5 separate regions of the Mus musculus genome follow, and regions 1, 2, 3 and 5 are each linked to region 4. The links are chromatin contacts, called in public Hi-C and HiChIP or PLAC-seq maps. All regions are on one chromosome and are shown on one strand. The core of a region is the stretch at or near the end of the contact, and the rest is flanking DNA. Distances in the headings are between cores, read along the strand shown. Region 1 has its middle 78 kb from the start of Gm34482. Region 2 has its middle 150 kb from the start of Gm34482. Region 3 has its middle 110 kb from the start of Gm34482. Region 4 has its middle 79 kb from the start of Gm12511. Region 5 has its middle 130 kb from the start of Gm34482.

Region 1 (2,700 bases), core at 66-2,565, 220 kb after region 4:
CCTTTTCTTTATCTCCTTCCTATTTGTTTACACCGGAACTCATCAATAAGACCAAGACTGTTTATTTGTTTGAAACGGGTCTTCACCATGTAGCCCAGGCTGGCCAGGACCTTCCCCAACCCCCTGCACAGTGCTGGGACCATAGGCTGGTGCTATCACTCCTGACCCTTCTCTTTCCTCTTGGCCTGTTTTTTTTTGTTGTTGTTTTTGTTTTTTGGGTTTTTTTTGTAGCCCATTTTTATATACATTTACAAATGTATGAGCAAGAAAGCTCGAAAATCTTTACAAATGGCCTGCTTGCCATATATAGTTGAGAAGTGTTGCCTCAGAAGAGAAACAGGAAAACCGAAGCCTCCAAGATGAACTCATCCCATCTGTTCTCTTACAGCTATGAGCTAAAAGTGTCGTTTTTACAACTTTGAATGGCTGTCAAAAGAATCAAAGAAGAACACATTTTATGATGTACGGAAATTACACAAAATTCCAGTTTGTGTGTATTAATGCAAGGTTGTTCTTTTTTTTTTTAAACCAGGCACACACATCCATTTCCATATCTCCTATGGAGTTTTCACACTATAAAACTATTATGTCCACGAAGCCTAAAACAGTTACTCTGTGGCATTCTGAAATCGTTTTCCCCACCCTGATTTATATATAGTTCTGATTTGCTAGCTTAGTTGTCTTCTAGTAATTCAAAGTGATTTTACTTCATCAAAATCGTCGGAATTATACCACTTCTGCGGAGGTAGGGGAGTTTTGATAAAACTTCGCTAATCCCAGCAGGTATGTCCTCAGTTGGTGTTCATTTAGGGGTTTTGCAGAGGTCATGCTCTGGATGCCCCATAACTGGCAGTCTGTGGCTTGGCTCACCCCATCTTCCGAGGGAAAACGCCTGCTGCCTTTGTTGTTCTGGGCATTCCCATTCACGTTTTCACTAGGCCTGACCCTGCCTGGCTTGTAAAATCTGATGGGCTCCCTGCCCAAGGAGGAATGGCCTCGGGCAGGTGGAAGTGCCACTCCAGAGAGGTGGTAACCGGTGAGCAGAAGGCAGGCTACAGGAGGAGGGGCTGCACCTCTCTGTTCTTCTGGCCTGCGTTGTCTTCTCCCCATGCTGTAGGGCTTCCTGAATCTTAAGTCTCAAACAGTTCATTAGCTTGCCTGGAGAGTCAAATAATCTGGGCTTCTCAGGAGTCCAGTGTTATTTCCCTAGGAAGGACTCCTGGGGACGTAAAAGAGTCCTCTACGTGAGTAGTGAGCTGGTACCTGGCAGGAGCAAGCCGGGCAAACATTCCCTTTACGTATGAGCCACGAGAGGAGGACGACACAGATGTCAGAAGCCGGCTTGGGATCCTGGGTGCTCGCCCAGTCCTTGGCCCAGAGTAGAGGCAGTCAAACTACACTGGCAAGAATACCAGTGCATGGTGCCAGGAGGATATGTCATTTACCAGCTGCGTCATTTTGGGCAGCGCTCATCACCTCTTGGAGCCTCCTCTGGGAAGCTGACTGGTGGGGCAGTTGGAAGGATCAGAGCATTAATCAGCGTAAGTGGAGTTTTGTCAGCTGCGAAGACTGAGGGGGTATTCCAAAGCAATGTGTAAGTAGGTCCTTTGGTGCCCCATACTGACAAGGGATAGTTAGAGATACGGCCAATAAAGTGCTGCTCATGAGATCTTTTTAAAACCAGTTTGGGTCTTTCTCCAGTTCCGTGGCTAGGCTGTTGAGGATGTTGAAAGCCTCTAGCCATCCCAGTCTTTCCTGACCCCAGCTTCCTCTTGATATTTGGCTTTCTCTTTGCAGCATCCCTGTTGTGTGGTTTCCCAGCCTTTCCTTACATATTTCTGGTGATGGGAAACTCATTCCCTGATGAGGGAATCCCTTTTGTCTTGATCAGGCCATTGGGAAGTTCCTAATGGCCCAAAAGGTATAAACTGAGGCTCACTTCCAGTACTGCTCCACCCCCCAACACTGAACAAATGTAGTCCCAAAGCTGTAAGAATCAGTCCAATTCTCTTTATGAATTCCATGGACTCCCTGTAATTCTTCACTTTTTTTTTCCTCTTAGAAGTCCTGACAGATCGTGAGTTCCCGAGTTTCAGGGAATATGCTATTGTGCTTATTCTGGCTCCGTGCATGCACATGTGTATGCATATGCACACATATATCATTGCATGTATAGGTCTGTGCATGCACAAAATGCATATATAAATAAAAGAAAATGCCTTTCAAATTTTGACTCACGATTTTCTTACCGTAGGCTCTTGTCTTCCTATAGCATGTAAACTTGAACATCTAAGAAGTATGAGCTAGTGCATATGGCAAGTAAGAATATGACTTCTGTGCAAACAAGGCAGACCTTCTGGTGACATCCACACCTTTCTCTGCGGTGTCACATGGCAAATGGAACAAGGGGGTGTGGCTTCATTTTGCTCAGCAACTCATTTTTAAAATTGTAAACTCATTCTTTAAAAATATATCAAAAGTAAGTGCTTGCTTGAGCTTGAATACTCACTGATGGCATGGATTGTGCACAGAACCAGTCAGAAGCTGTGCATGCTCAGGGCCTCTGCATCTCCTGGAGCATCCCCTCTACCCATAAGATATGCATGAGCTACAACTGTGTCATGAGGTTGCTGAGCAGAGTGGAGATGACACAGTCTGAGCCTGGCATGTCAGATACCCTCCCCTAGGGCCATGCCTCCC
Region 2 (2,700 bases), core at 188-2,687, 150 kb after region 4:
CCGGCCACTCCAGTTCTCTGTGCTCTGTTACTTTTCCTGCTAAGGCAGCACTTAAAGAGCAGGAAGTCTTGACACTTGCTGGGAAACACCAGGTGGAGGCCAGGAGAGGAGCGAAAGGGTCCTGGGAGGCTAAAGAAACCTAGAGAATGACAACTGCCTAAAAAGACTGGGCTGCAGGCTGTTGGTAGGGCAGGAGATGAGGGAGGTCACAAGGGAATGTGCTGTAAAGTACTCATGAATATTATGTACAACTTTAAGAGATGTTTTACCTCGGGGCTGGGGAGATAGCTCAGTTGGTCAAGTTACTCACTCTGTCAGCACAAAGACTTGAATTTGGTTCACAGAACATAGGTGAAAGAACTGGGTATGGTGTTTGCAAGAACTGGGTATTGTGTTTATAATCCAGTGCTGGAAAGGCACAGACAGCTGTATTCCTGGGGCTCACCAGCCAGCCATCATAGCCGAAGTAGTGATCCCTGGACCAGTGAGGGACCCTGTCTTGCACAAGGGTGGACTGACATAAGAGGCTGACCTCTGGACGTCACACACATATGAAGCTCTCACATGTGTACACATACACGTGCATGTTTTATCATCCCAAACATGAAACTTGCAATTAGAGGGTGAATAAAAAGCACAGGACCCTGGGACCCATGGTAATGAAGAAAGTCAAGATGACTTATAGGTTGAGCCTTTCACCTGTCTCTGACCTTACCGGTTTACAGTGCATATTTTCACTATTAGTGAGTGTCAACATGTAAGGTTCATGGACAGGGTGCCTAAGATGCCGCTGTGCTGCCTTACCGTGCCCTGCACTTCCTTTGTGAAAGGTTCTCAGGCCTTTTGCGAGTGAATATGTGGATGGTCAAGTGACTCTTCAGGCACACCCTTGACTGAGTCATGGTAGACTCTCAGAATTCCTCATAAAAATGTTATCTTATACTGGACCATATGCTTGCTGGAACTAGATTAGAACGAATTCTGATGAACTATTTTATTGAAACGTACTGTCAGCATTTATGAATTGGTTATATATTGGATCATGATTGTGATGATGGCTCAGTCCACTGGGTTTTATCAGAGTTTAAGATTGGCCGAATTATTTGTCTTCTATGGGCAAGATCAGTCTCCCATTGCCTCTTTGGATTTAATGAATTAGCTTTTTTTTTTTTTTAAACAAAATCTCATGTGGCTGGGGCTAGCCTTGAACTCATTAGGTAGCCTGAGATAGCCTTGCCATCCAGATCCTCCTATCTCTACTTCCTGAGTGCTAGAGTTGCCTGTATGCCTTCATGCCTAGGTTCTCTTCGGATTTAGAGTTCAGAGACACCCAGCTTGTTCCAAGCATCACCAGCTTCTGCTCACAGGGTACAAAGCAGAAGCATTGCCTTCCCACTGTAGCCAGAGCAGCTTCTCTCTCTAAAAGGGGACATTGCTCTTTCTGTTCTCTAAATAGGCAGTTCTGGCCCTTTGAGGGCCACAGAGAAGTCAGTTCCCGATTCAGGGGAAGCAGGAGCAGGCCTGAAGCAAGATATGAGTTTCTGATGCTTGAATTTTTTTCTATAGACTTCTCCCCCTCCATCCCCTTCCCTTTTCTCTCTCCCCCCTTCTCTCTTTCTTTCCCCCCCTCTCTCCTTCTCTTTCTTTCCCTCCCCCCTCTCTCTGGGCATGCAGCAAACTGGTGAACTCAGAATGTTTTAAATTTGGACTAGTCACTCTATAGAAAATGACCAACACCAACAGGAGCGAAATAAGGCAAGTCCGTGTGGCAAGCCGCTTTAGTGCATAGTTGTGAAACAGTGCTGGCTTTGTCAGTTGCGATTGACATTTTCCATGAATCTGTTCTGGTGTCACCTTTGTCTCTTGAAGCAGATGTGGCAAGCTCTCAGTTATAAGGGACAAATGAGAGTGTGTGAAGCACAATGACAACAATGGCTCCCACTGTCCATCAAACAACAATGGCCATGGAACCCTGCTTCTAAGTTATGCTCCCAACAACTGATTCCACAGGGGAACTGCACAGGTTTTAGCGACACCACAGACCTAGAAGCTCCCTTAAGCCAGTGCTAAGTCATATGAAATGAACTAGAAAGCACAGGACAATAGTATTGAGTTGGCTCATGAGAAATACCAAGATTCTAGAGTCTTAGAGCTGCTTGTTCTGGGGTGAGAGGTAACGTGGTGGCGGAGAATCCAGCCCAGCCTCCTCTTGTATTTCACATCCCACATGCCTAAAGTTGGCTTGGTAGACTCCTGTCTCTGGATAATCCCAGCCTCTGCTTGCCACCTTATGTTTTGTGACAGAGTTGCTCCTTGAGTGTGGGGCTAATTGATTGGCTGGCCAGTGAGCAGACAGTGTCTGCTTTCCCAGCACTGGATTGCAGGAGCACACTGCTGGATCCAGATTTTATGTGGGTGTTGGGATCTAAACTCAGGTCCTCCTGCTTGTGTAGCCAACACTCTACCTGCTAAGCCATCTCTCCAGTTTTCAGAAGCAGATTTCCATGTTAAAAAAAATTCCTACATCTTTGGAGTGAGTCTTTGGGCTATAAACGTGACACATGGCTGCAACAAATGGAAGCCATTTACATTTCAGTAATACTTGCCCCATTTTTGATGAAGCGGTCAGCTCCCAGGCATATGGAGAGGTCCAATTTGTAGCCTTTCCCCCTTTTCCCACCTCGCTGAGCCTTTTCCCTT
Region 3 (2,724 bases), core at 172-2,671, 190 kb after region 4:
TGTTTCTTTGAGCGCATTTCCAGAGATGCTCAATTGTGGAAAGGCCTACCCTAAATGTGGGAGGTATCACACCTAGATAAGCGTCTCAGCCTAAACAAACAAAATGGCAAAAAGCAGAAAGCCAGCTAGGCATGGTGTTCATCTCTCTCTGCCTCCTACCTGAGGATACAACAAGAACAGCTTCATCACATTCCTTCCAACATCCCTTCCATGCCAGGATGAACATGATTCTCTGAAACCTTTAGCCAAAATCAGCCATTCCTTAAGGGGCTCTCTTATATCAGATGCCTTCAGAAACAGAAAAGGTAGTTGCTGTAGGACCCTCATTTCTCTCAGCCCAAGTAGCAGCAATCAAAGCTTAGGGCCTAACACAGGGCCTAACAGGCAAAAAAATCACATCCTCTCTCCTTGTTCTTGCTTCCTCTTTTATACAAATAAAAATAATAGACTTATGATATTAATACAAGCTTATAGCTTGTGCATAAGCTTGCAATATTAATGAGAAGTGCTTTTGCAAAGAATAGAAGTCTTCATAAATATTCCTTGAATGTCCTGTGAAATGGTAGGTGTATATCCATCAGGCAAGGCATGTATTTCCACCAGAACCCTGTTGCTACACTGGAGTTTTTCATTTGTTCACTAATGAAAGCACAGCATGGTACAGATCCCATTCAAAGTGCTGTCAAATTTACCAGTAACATTAGGGAGACACAGGTATTACTCTCATGTTGCAGAAAACTAGGGCTACTGATAGGTAGAGCAGGGTCCCAGTCCTGCGATGTATCCCAGCGAACCTTCTGGGCCCAATGGGAACTGAGCCCAGTGGGAGGAAAGCATCAGGAAACTGAGCCTCCTTGGGTTAAAACTGCAACAGTGTTTCCAGCTGGGCAGTCAGATTGAGTTCCAGGATTTACTGGGACTATGCTCCCCAGCTGGGCTGGACACAGTCTTGCATCCTGCCTCCGTGTGCCTGGCGGGTGACAGGGAAGATTTGGAATTTCTGGGGCTGAGCTGGCAGTGATCTCCTCGAGCCAGGAGTGGGGCTGCTCTGATGAGTAGATAATTAGGATGCTTCTTTCAGCTGCAGATAAAGTCCAGAGCCTCACTCCAGCCATTATCCTGCCAACCCTAATAGAGCCAGATTGATGGATACAGCACGGAGGGAATTTGGAACATTCTTGCTCACACTATATCACACTCAATAACCGCTCGTGCACAATGTGGGACTTTTATAAGCCATTACAAAATCCATTTTGAAACGTCTCTGGGTGCGACAGCCAGCTGCAAAGCATCTGAAGTATCCCTGACATTTGGGCTTTGGTGGAGCTTGCGAGAACACAGAGAATGGAGAGCAATGGCGAGAGCACCCGAGCTGGCCAAGAGAATCGCATCATAAGCTCAGCAGATGGTAGCACTACAGCCCACTGTTCATCTTAGAGTGTACCTCAGCAAGAGCACTAATCCTTCTTGTTAGACAAGAACAGAAACCCCCCTACACCCCTAAATGCTTTCCATATGTTCTATTGTCTTCCCAGCACTTCAAGTCTACCTCAAAAGCCCCCAACTTAGCAACCTTCATATTAATGCTAAACATATTACATCAGTTCTAACACTGATATGTTTAATATGAATACAATTAAAGTTACTCCAACATAATCCTGATGAGATAAACAGCACTGCTTTATTATAAACGTCCCTGCAAGGTCCCTTGTAAAATATTATCAATGTTAATAGGAGCCCCCTCCACCCACCCAGATACTTGGGCTAAACAATGCCACTGCCTCCCTACTAATAACAAATATGTCCAGCGATTTAAACATCGGTACATCCAATGTAAACACCATTATAGCTAATGTAAAACAGTTACCCGGCCTCAGCTCCACAAGCCTTCAACCAGAAAGCTTCGGAAGAGAAATAACTGTTTCCTCAACAAGGATGCATTACAGCCTGCTGGTGCCATTTGCAATAGATTACTTAAGCCCATAAAGAAATGAAAATTGCAGGCCTGCTTTGAGCCAGAAATGATGAAATCGGAGAGCACAGGCACAGTATAGCATGGCATAGGCCTGCTTCTACCCAGGGAATGTGGGCCTGTGAGGTTGGGGCAAACTCTCCCTGAGTACAATATACAGCCAGAGAAGCCCAGCACCCAAGCCTTGTTGGTCCTGTCTCCAGTTCATGGCTTCTGCTCACACAGGCATGAAGCCCAAGACTGACCTGCCCAGAGCTGATGACTTGGTTGCTCAAATATGTGCATAAGGTTAGCTAGCATAGCATGACCAAGGGTGAGGACCATTGCTATGGTTTCTACCTTCCATTATAGAACGTCCCTTTCCTTTTCAGATGCTAGAGAAAGTCAAGCCTTTTGGCCAGAGACCTAGAGCCTTTTCCAGAACCTCTGAAATGATCAGGGAAATCCACAAACAAGCCCAAGGCCCATCCACACCACACCTGAGTTTCTTTCTTGCCCATCTCCCTTTCCTCTTCATCTCGGTGACTGGCAGGTTCCCCATCATTTTTGAGCACTTATTTCAGGAAATTTCTTGAGTATGATTCCAAGTTTTCACCCTGGTTTCTTTTCTTTTTCTCTATTCATCAGACCCACTCCTTTTATATGTGTAGACACCACACTTTGCCTTGGGGGCCTCTGAAGGGCAACCCTAGTAAAAAGCAGTTTCAAAATCTCCATTTTGTACAGGTGTATAAGGTGTTTGTGTGACACCG
Region 4 (2,700 bases), core at 106-2,605:
TCCTTGGAGTCTCCTCCTCTGAGGTGGTTAAATCTCAGTCTTTCTTAGGGAATACTTCTTTGCCTCGTCCACCCGGACAAATAGATATTTGTCATCCCTGTAATACCAAAAAGTGGAGAGGGAGGGAAGGAGGGAGGGAGGGAGGGAGGGTGTCCGTTCCTTTTCCTCATAACATTTGGCTTTTTAGGAGAGTCACTGTGCCAGAAATTTTGGAATATCTTGTTACTTTAGACAACGGAAGACAGGGAGACTTCTCATTTTTAATTGGGAGTAAAAACTTGTGTATGGAGCAGAGGTGAGGTTTCCACAGGTCAGAGAACTCACCTCTGCTGGGCTGGATTGGAGCTGAGGAGGAGGGGCAGCAGAACTGAGTTGGCTTCCTTCCACGAAGTGAGAAATCGCCACGGCATGGATGATGCAACTGAACGGAGATGGTGCAGAAAGTCCTATCAGCACATTGACTCACCTCGCCCAGCCTCAGTTTCCCTTTGTGTAAAAATAAGAGGTCCGAAATTCTTGTACAGGGCACTAGGTTTACCCGAGGGCATGAGCAGGAGAATGCCAGCTGCAGACAGATTCACAGGGAGGGAGGGTGCTTGTGGGATATGAGGGCTTCCACATCTAGGCACAAGGAATATTCCTCCTTTTCTGTTTTCTGGGTCCCTGCATAGCTGGCGGCCCCAGTGAAGGGCTGTAGGGGGCAGCCTGAGTGTTCTGGCTGGGGGTGGGGTAGGGTGGGGTGGGGTGGGCAACAGCTGGACAAGTTACTGGGAAATCATATTATTTCAGACTACTAGGTATTCTAGGGGCGTAGTGATGATGGTGGATCTTTTCTGTTTTATTTGATGAAGTTGGCCTTGATAAATGCTGCTGCTTTGTTTTTTCGCTCTCCCACATGTTTGTAAATCTTCGAAACACGCAGTTCCAGTATAAAAGGGAGGTGTAGAAGGGACTTGATTTGAGCCTGGCTGGAGGCATGCAGCTTTTGGAGTGGCAGCTTGTTGTCACCTTCCCCTGAGACAAAGGCTGTATTAACCTTGGGAGCATCAGGCTTCTTGGCCACTTTCTCTGAGGCCATCCTGATGTGCATTTTCCTTTCTCATCTCTAGGGAGGCAGCACACAGAACGCAAGGCCGCCGAGGATGGAGAGGGTAGGGCTCTGCGAGGTGCCTCTCCAAGGCCTGGGTCCCCAGGTCAAGGGCAAGATGTGCGGTGCAGGCACTCCCGAGCTGGCTGGCGCAGCAGCTAGGATGCTGCGCAGAGCGCTGCTGGCGGCGTCGGGAACTGACCAGGCCGCGTGTGAGCGCCGGGATTCCTGCTCCGGCCTTAAATATGCCGGTTATTTTTATCCCCCTACGTCAGGCCAGCGAAGGCCATCCCACCAGTGGCCGCGGCAGGCTGCTACACAATGTTTCCCTTCAGTCGGGAGGGGAAATGGAGGGAGGCCAGACTTCCTGATCACATGGTGCTGAAGTCAATGAAAAAAAATGAAGGGGGACCCCTCCCTTGCGCTGGGGTGCGCGGGCCAGGGCCCCCCACCCACCCCCTCGGGCCGCGCGGCCAGGGAAGCGCAGGCTCGCGGGCGGGCGCGGGGCCAGGCGCAGGACCGGGCAAACATAAACACCAGATCGGGGCAGTAATTGGCGGCTCCGAGATCGCTGAGGAAATGAGAGGCTTGTACGAAACATCAGCCGACAAGAAACGGGGTGATGTCAGACAGCCTTCCAGGATTAGAAACCCTTAAAAGCTCCGAGCCCGCGGCGGCTGCGGAAAAGCGCTTTCGGTCCTGGCTCTGCGGGTAGGAAGCCCGCGGACTGCGGACGACTCCGGGCTCCTCTCTTCCTCGCTCTCTTCTCCTCTCTTCCCCCCCCCCCCCCCCCACCCGCTCTAGTCTCTTCTCCTTGAATTCCCTTTTTGATTTTGAACTAAAAAGAAGGGGAAAGACGTCAATTTCCATGTCTAAAGCATCTCGCCTCCCCTCCTCCCTCCTTGTATCCTGTTACTACTTTTGGACTAACAGATCCTACTCAAATCAAGCAGGAGGGGGATAAATAAAAGTTTAGCTCTGTTGTCCGAGTCTCTTCGGTTTCTTCTTACATTCTCTTAGAACTGCGAGTTGCAATACTTAGCACACACAACAGGGGTTTTCTAGCTGCTTCTCTGCTCTCCAGTCTTGAGGGCAGCTTAGCTAACAGTCAGTGGCAGGTTGTTCCCTAACCCACAGGAGCCTCCTGTGACCTTACGGTAGAAGCTGAGCCTCATTTGTTCATTGCCTGCATACATCAAAAAAAGCGCCACTTTTCCAGGCGTTTCTCTTTCAGTGTTTACCTGGATTAAAGGGGGTGTGGATGTTTGGAAAGGGCTCGAGCCCCTGCAAGGAGAGGCACCCAAGGCACCCTTTTCAAAGGATGATTTATGTTTGGGTTTTCTCAGATAGGGGCGCAAAGAGTCCGTTCCCTGTCTCTGTGACAGGTGAGCTCCGCACCTGGCTCCTAGCTTTGGGATATTTCAGCAGCTTCACACAGCACTGTCACTTACTCTCCTTTAAGGCAGGTTTGCTCACCTTTCTTCCAGAGACCCAGGAAAGGGTCACAGCTGGGCCAAGTTTGTACAACCTCAGAAGAAGAATGGGGCTAATTCCAAAGACATAGGTTTAACTCATTGCTGTCCACTCATTGTACTCCCCTGCAACACTGTTGA
Region 5 (2,700 bases), core at 89-2,588, 170 kb after region 4:
CTTGGGTCTCTTGACTTCTCACCAGCAGGATAAACTGAAGGGCTACAGGTTTTCTTTGCTTCCTGATGTCCATCCAGGTCCCAGCCAGAATCCAAGCAGCTGTGGAGATGTTCAGTTCCCTTTGGTCTCTTGGTCACCATAGAACATGTCTGTTTCCCAAGCCATCAGGCTACTTGTAAGCAAGAGAACATTAGGAACGACAGCTGGCTGAGGCATCTATAGTCTGAGTTCTCATCTTGACTGCTACTGGCCAGTTATCACTCACTAATACGTTGATATCTCACTCTTCCAAAGAGGCTCTAAAGTTTCTTTATAACTATAGGAAATAAAAGTAGAAATTATGAAGATAGTAGGGGCAGGGAAAACAGACTCAAGAATGACAGCAAAACAAATATAAACCGTTTGAGTAGTTCTTTCTGGCCACATTTGACCTTGAGTTTCCTAGCCGTTGGGGGAAACAAAGAAATGCCTCAGGTGAATGACATTATCTCTAAATCTGAGTTTCACTGTGGCTAAAATGAAACTAAAAACACTGACATCATAGGATCGCCCTAAGGATGAAATGAAGGTGGAATGTGAAATTCTTAAGTGTAAATATCTTATGGTAGGATCTGAGTTTAGGTGTGTGAATGTGTGTGTGTGTGTGTGTGTGTGTGTGTGTGTGTGTGTGTGTGTACATCCACACATGCGTGCACACAAGCATGCATGTATGTAAGAGGACTGTATCATATGTCATTCCCCAGGAGCTGTCTACCTTGGCTGTTGAGATAGTTTCCTGGTGCCTGGAGTTCACTGAATAGCCTAGGCTGGCTGGACAATGAATCCCTTTCTGTATCTACCACCCTTGCACCAGGGTTATAACCACATGCCATTATGCTTGACTTCTGTATGTGGCTTCAGATCCTCATACTTACAAGGCAAGCACTTTGCCCTTACCTCCCCAGCCCTGTGTACTGCCTCAGAGCTCATATCCCTTTCTCAGTGTGGTACAGGATAAGCCACGTGGATGCATGGTTAACTCTTACTCCAATGGACATGTGCAGAAGGAGAACTTGTCTCAAATAGGATGGCAGGTAAGGACAAAAATGCTCCTCTGTGTCTGTCCTTATTCCAACCCACTTGCCAGGAAGAATGGACCTCGACGGAGCAGAACTGCAGAGTTGGAAGGGAACAAGCTGAGCCCATCAACATCTCTTTTCAGGATGGTGGTGGGGAATGAGTTAGAGTTGATGTTCTCACTCCATTTTTTTCTTAAAGGACTCACTCAGAGGAGGGTACAAAGACGAGATTAAGCTAAAGGGGACAACACTGCTTTATTTATAGCTTAAGGAAGTGAAAGTCAGTCTGCGCTCTGGCTCACCGTTGCTACACACTCAGCCACCCGAGGATCCTCTATGCCTCTCCTCCCCTCTGCTGGCCCTGGCAAGCCAGGCCCTTGCCACAGCACAGCCAACAGCAAGAGCTCAACTACTCTATACAACGGACTGCTGTGAGAAGAGAATCATGGTGGAGAGGAATGTAGGGTTTGAAAGGGTCTTGTTTTCCTAAGTGCTTCTATGTTTTGACACAGCATCTTCTTCAAGCCCATCTCTGGGCTATTTAAAACATGGAGAGGAGTTGCCTTCCAAGTGTGCACATGTGCTCTGGAACCTCTGTGGAATACTGGTTTATTTTGAGCGGCAGTGTTTGACACTCTGATCCCAGGCCAAGGTCATCATGAGGCCTTTTTCTGCCTGTTCCCGAGCAACTGACAGCCTACATTCATGGCAGTGAACATGAGTGAGGAGCTCTCAAGCTAGTTCTGATGAGGCTACACCAGCTGAATGGTTACAAGAACCTTTGCCTGTCCACCTTCATTCTCGTGTCTCATTGGCCAGGGCAAATGCGTATTATTAGCCACCACCTTATTTGCAAGATCATGCAGAATAATGAGTAGGCCAGCCTACTCAAGGTCATGGTCATAAGCTCACAAAGGTACCAGACCTCATGCTCAGCATTGCTTCTTTGATACTGTTACATTCTACTTTTTTGGGAAGAAAGAAGGGATCACTGAGGAAGAAACAACTGATTGTAAACCCCAAACTAGTCAACAAATTAGAGACAAACTTTATTTCCTCCAGTCTGTGGTATGGTCATTCAGTGGCATCTCTGGTGTCACCAATTGCATTAGCAGAGTGCATATCAGGGAGAAGAATGCTGACTTGCATTTTCTGGGTGGGGTTAGTACAACATGGCAAGCCTGAACTGTTCGTGAGGTCTTTAGCAGCAAAACCTGCCTCTCTGTGCTTCCTCTCTTCTTTGTCCCATTTCCCTTTCTGAGTTGGTCACTTGGGGTGCTCAATTCCATGCACATCTGTGTGCACTTGAGATCTGAAACCCCACCAGCTGCAGAAGCATGCCACTCATTGTCATTTTTGGAAACCAAAAATGACCGGTCACACAACAGTGATTAGATAAAGCTTGTAATTAGTGTTTGCTGTAGTCAGCGACGTGGTATTTTAGGGACAAACAGCCACTCGGTGCTACATATAGCTTGGAATTTGTGGGTTTGGTATAACCCACCATTGTATGGTCAAGGAAGCAAAGGAGAAAGGGGAGACAGAGAATAGATAAAAGGAGAGAGGTTAGGAAGGCCCCTCCCACCAACGGACTTAAAAGGTTAAAGGACCCACAGAACTTTGGAGTGGACTTGCCTCAAAG

The links. Hi-C and Micro-C count contacts between places; a contact is called where the count stands out from the background. HiChIP or PLAC-seq counts read pairs in DNA pulled down with a chosen protein or histone mark.
Region 1: a Hi-C map of muscle stem cells shows a contact between it and region 4, with 3 times the contacts expected there. The contact joins two enhancer-like sites. A contact is called at or near these places in 1 of 15 datasets of contacts at CTCF or cohesin (the NIH/3T3 cell line), 6 of 484 Hi-C or Micro-C datasets (the C2C12 cell line, cardiomyocytes, cerebral cortex and 3 more) and 6 of 115 datasets of contacts at active chromatin or transcription factors (the NIH/3T3 cell line, craniofacial prominence, fibro-adipogenic progenitors and 3 more).
Region 2: a contact with region 4 is called in an H3K4me3 HiChIP or PLAC-seq map of microglia, with 5 times the contacts expected there. The contact joins two enhancer-like sites. A contact is called at or near these places in 11 of 484 Hi-C or Micro-C datasets (B cells, bone marrow-derived dendritic cells, bone marrow-derived macrophages and 6 more), 6 of 115 datasets of contacts at active chromatin or transcription factors (bone marrow-derived dendritic cells, bone marrow-derived macrophages, heart atrium and 2 more) and 1 of 9 other capture datasets (embryonic stem cells).
Region 3: a Hi-C map of uterus shows a contact between it and region 4, with 4 times the contacts expected there. The contact joins two enhancer-like sites. A contact is called at or near these places in 8 of 484 Hi-C or Micro-C datasets (adipose-derived mesenchymal stem cells, bone marrow-derived macrophages, palatal mesenchyme and 2 more) and 1 of 115 datasets of contacts at active chromatin or transcription factors (microglia).
Region 5: a contact with region 4 is called in a Hi-C map of bone marrow-derived macrophages, with 47 read pairs. The contact joins two enhancer-like sites. A contact is called at or near these places in 2 of 15 datasets of contacts at CTCF or cohesin (the NIH/3T3 cell line and pro-B cells), 17 of 484 Hi-C or Micro-C datasets (B cells, the BV-2 cell line, CD4 T cells and 11 more), 8 of 115 datasets of contacts at active chromatin or transcription factors (bone marrow-derived dendritic cells, bone marrow-derived macrophages, heart atrium and 3 more) and 1 of 9 other capture datasets (embryonic stem cells).

The regions. Positions count from the first base shown.
Region 1 is chr4:55,874,111-55,876,810 of GRCm38.p6, forward strand. No RefSeq gene overlaps it. Among named protein-coding and RNA genes, the nearest start is that of Gm34482, 78 kb to the right of the region's middle. Within about 2 kb of position 1,316, at least 28 of the 459 cell types and tissues checked have an H3K27ac peak or open chromatin away from gene starts, as enhancers often do. A contact at or near this core is called in fibro-adipogenic progenitors and muscle stem cells, where this site is marked.
Region 2 is chr4:55,804,049-55,806,748 of GRCm38.p6, forward strand. No RefSeq gene overlaps it. Among named protein-coding and RNA genes, the nearest start is that of Gm34482, 150 kb to the right of the region's middle. Within about 2 kb of position 1,438, at least 28 of the 459 cell types and tissues checked have an H3K27ac peak or open chromatin away from gene starts, as enhancers often do. A contact at or near this core is called in bone marrow-derived dendritic cells, bone marrow-derived macrophages, granulocyte-monocyte progenitors and 1 more, where this site is marked.
Region 3 is chr4:55,842,895-55,845,618 of GRCm38.p6, forward strand. No RefSeq gene overlaps it. Among named protein-coding and RNA genes, the nearest start is that of Gm34482, 110 kb to the right of the region's middle. Within about 2 kb of position 1,422, at least 27 of the 459 cell types and tissues checked have an H3K27ac peak or open chromatin away from gene starts, as enhancers often do. A contact at or near this core is called in palatal mesenchyme and uterus, where this site is marked.
Region 4 is chr4:55,649,911-55,652,610 of GRCm38.p6, forward strand. No RefSeq gene overlaps it. Among named protein-coding and RNA genes, the nearest start is that of Gm12511, 79 kb to the left of the region's middle. Within about 2 kb of position 1,356, at least 310 of the 459 cell types and tissues checked have an H3K27ac peak or open chromatin away from gene starts, as enhancers often do. A contact at or near this core is called in B cells, the BV-2 cell line, bone marrow-derived dendritic cells and 8 more, where this site is marked.
Region 5 is chr4:55,822,868-55,825,567 of GRCm38.p6, forward strand. No RefSeq gene overlaps it. Among named protein-coding and RNA genes, the nearest start is that of Gm34482, 130 kb to the right of the region's middle. Within about 2 kb of position 1,339, at least 34 of the 459 cell types and tissues checked have an H3K27ac peak or open chromatin away from gene starts, as enhancers often do. A contact at or near this core is called in B cells, the BV-2 cell line, bone marrow-derived macrophages and 1 more, where this site is marked.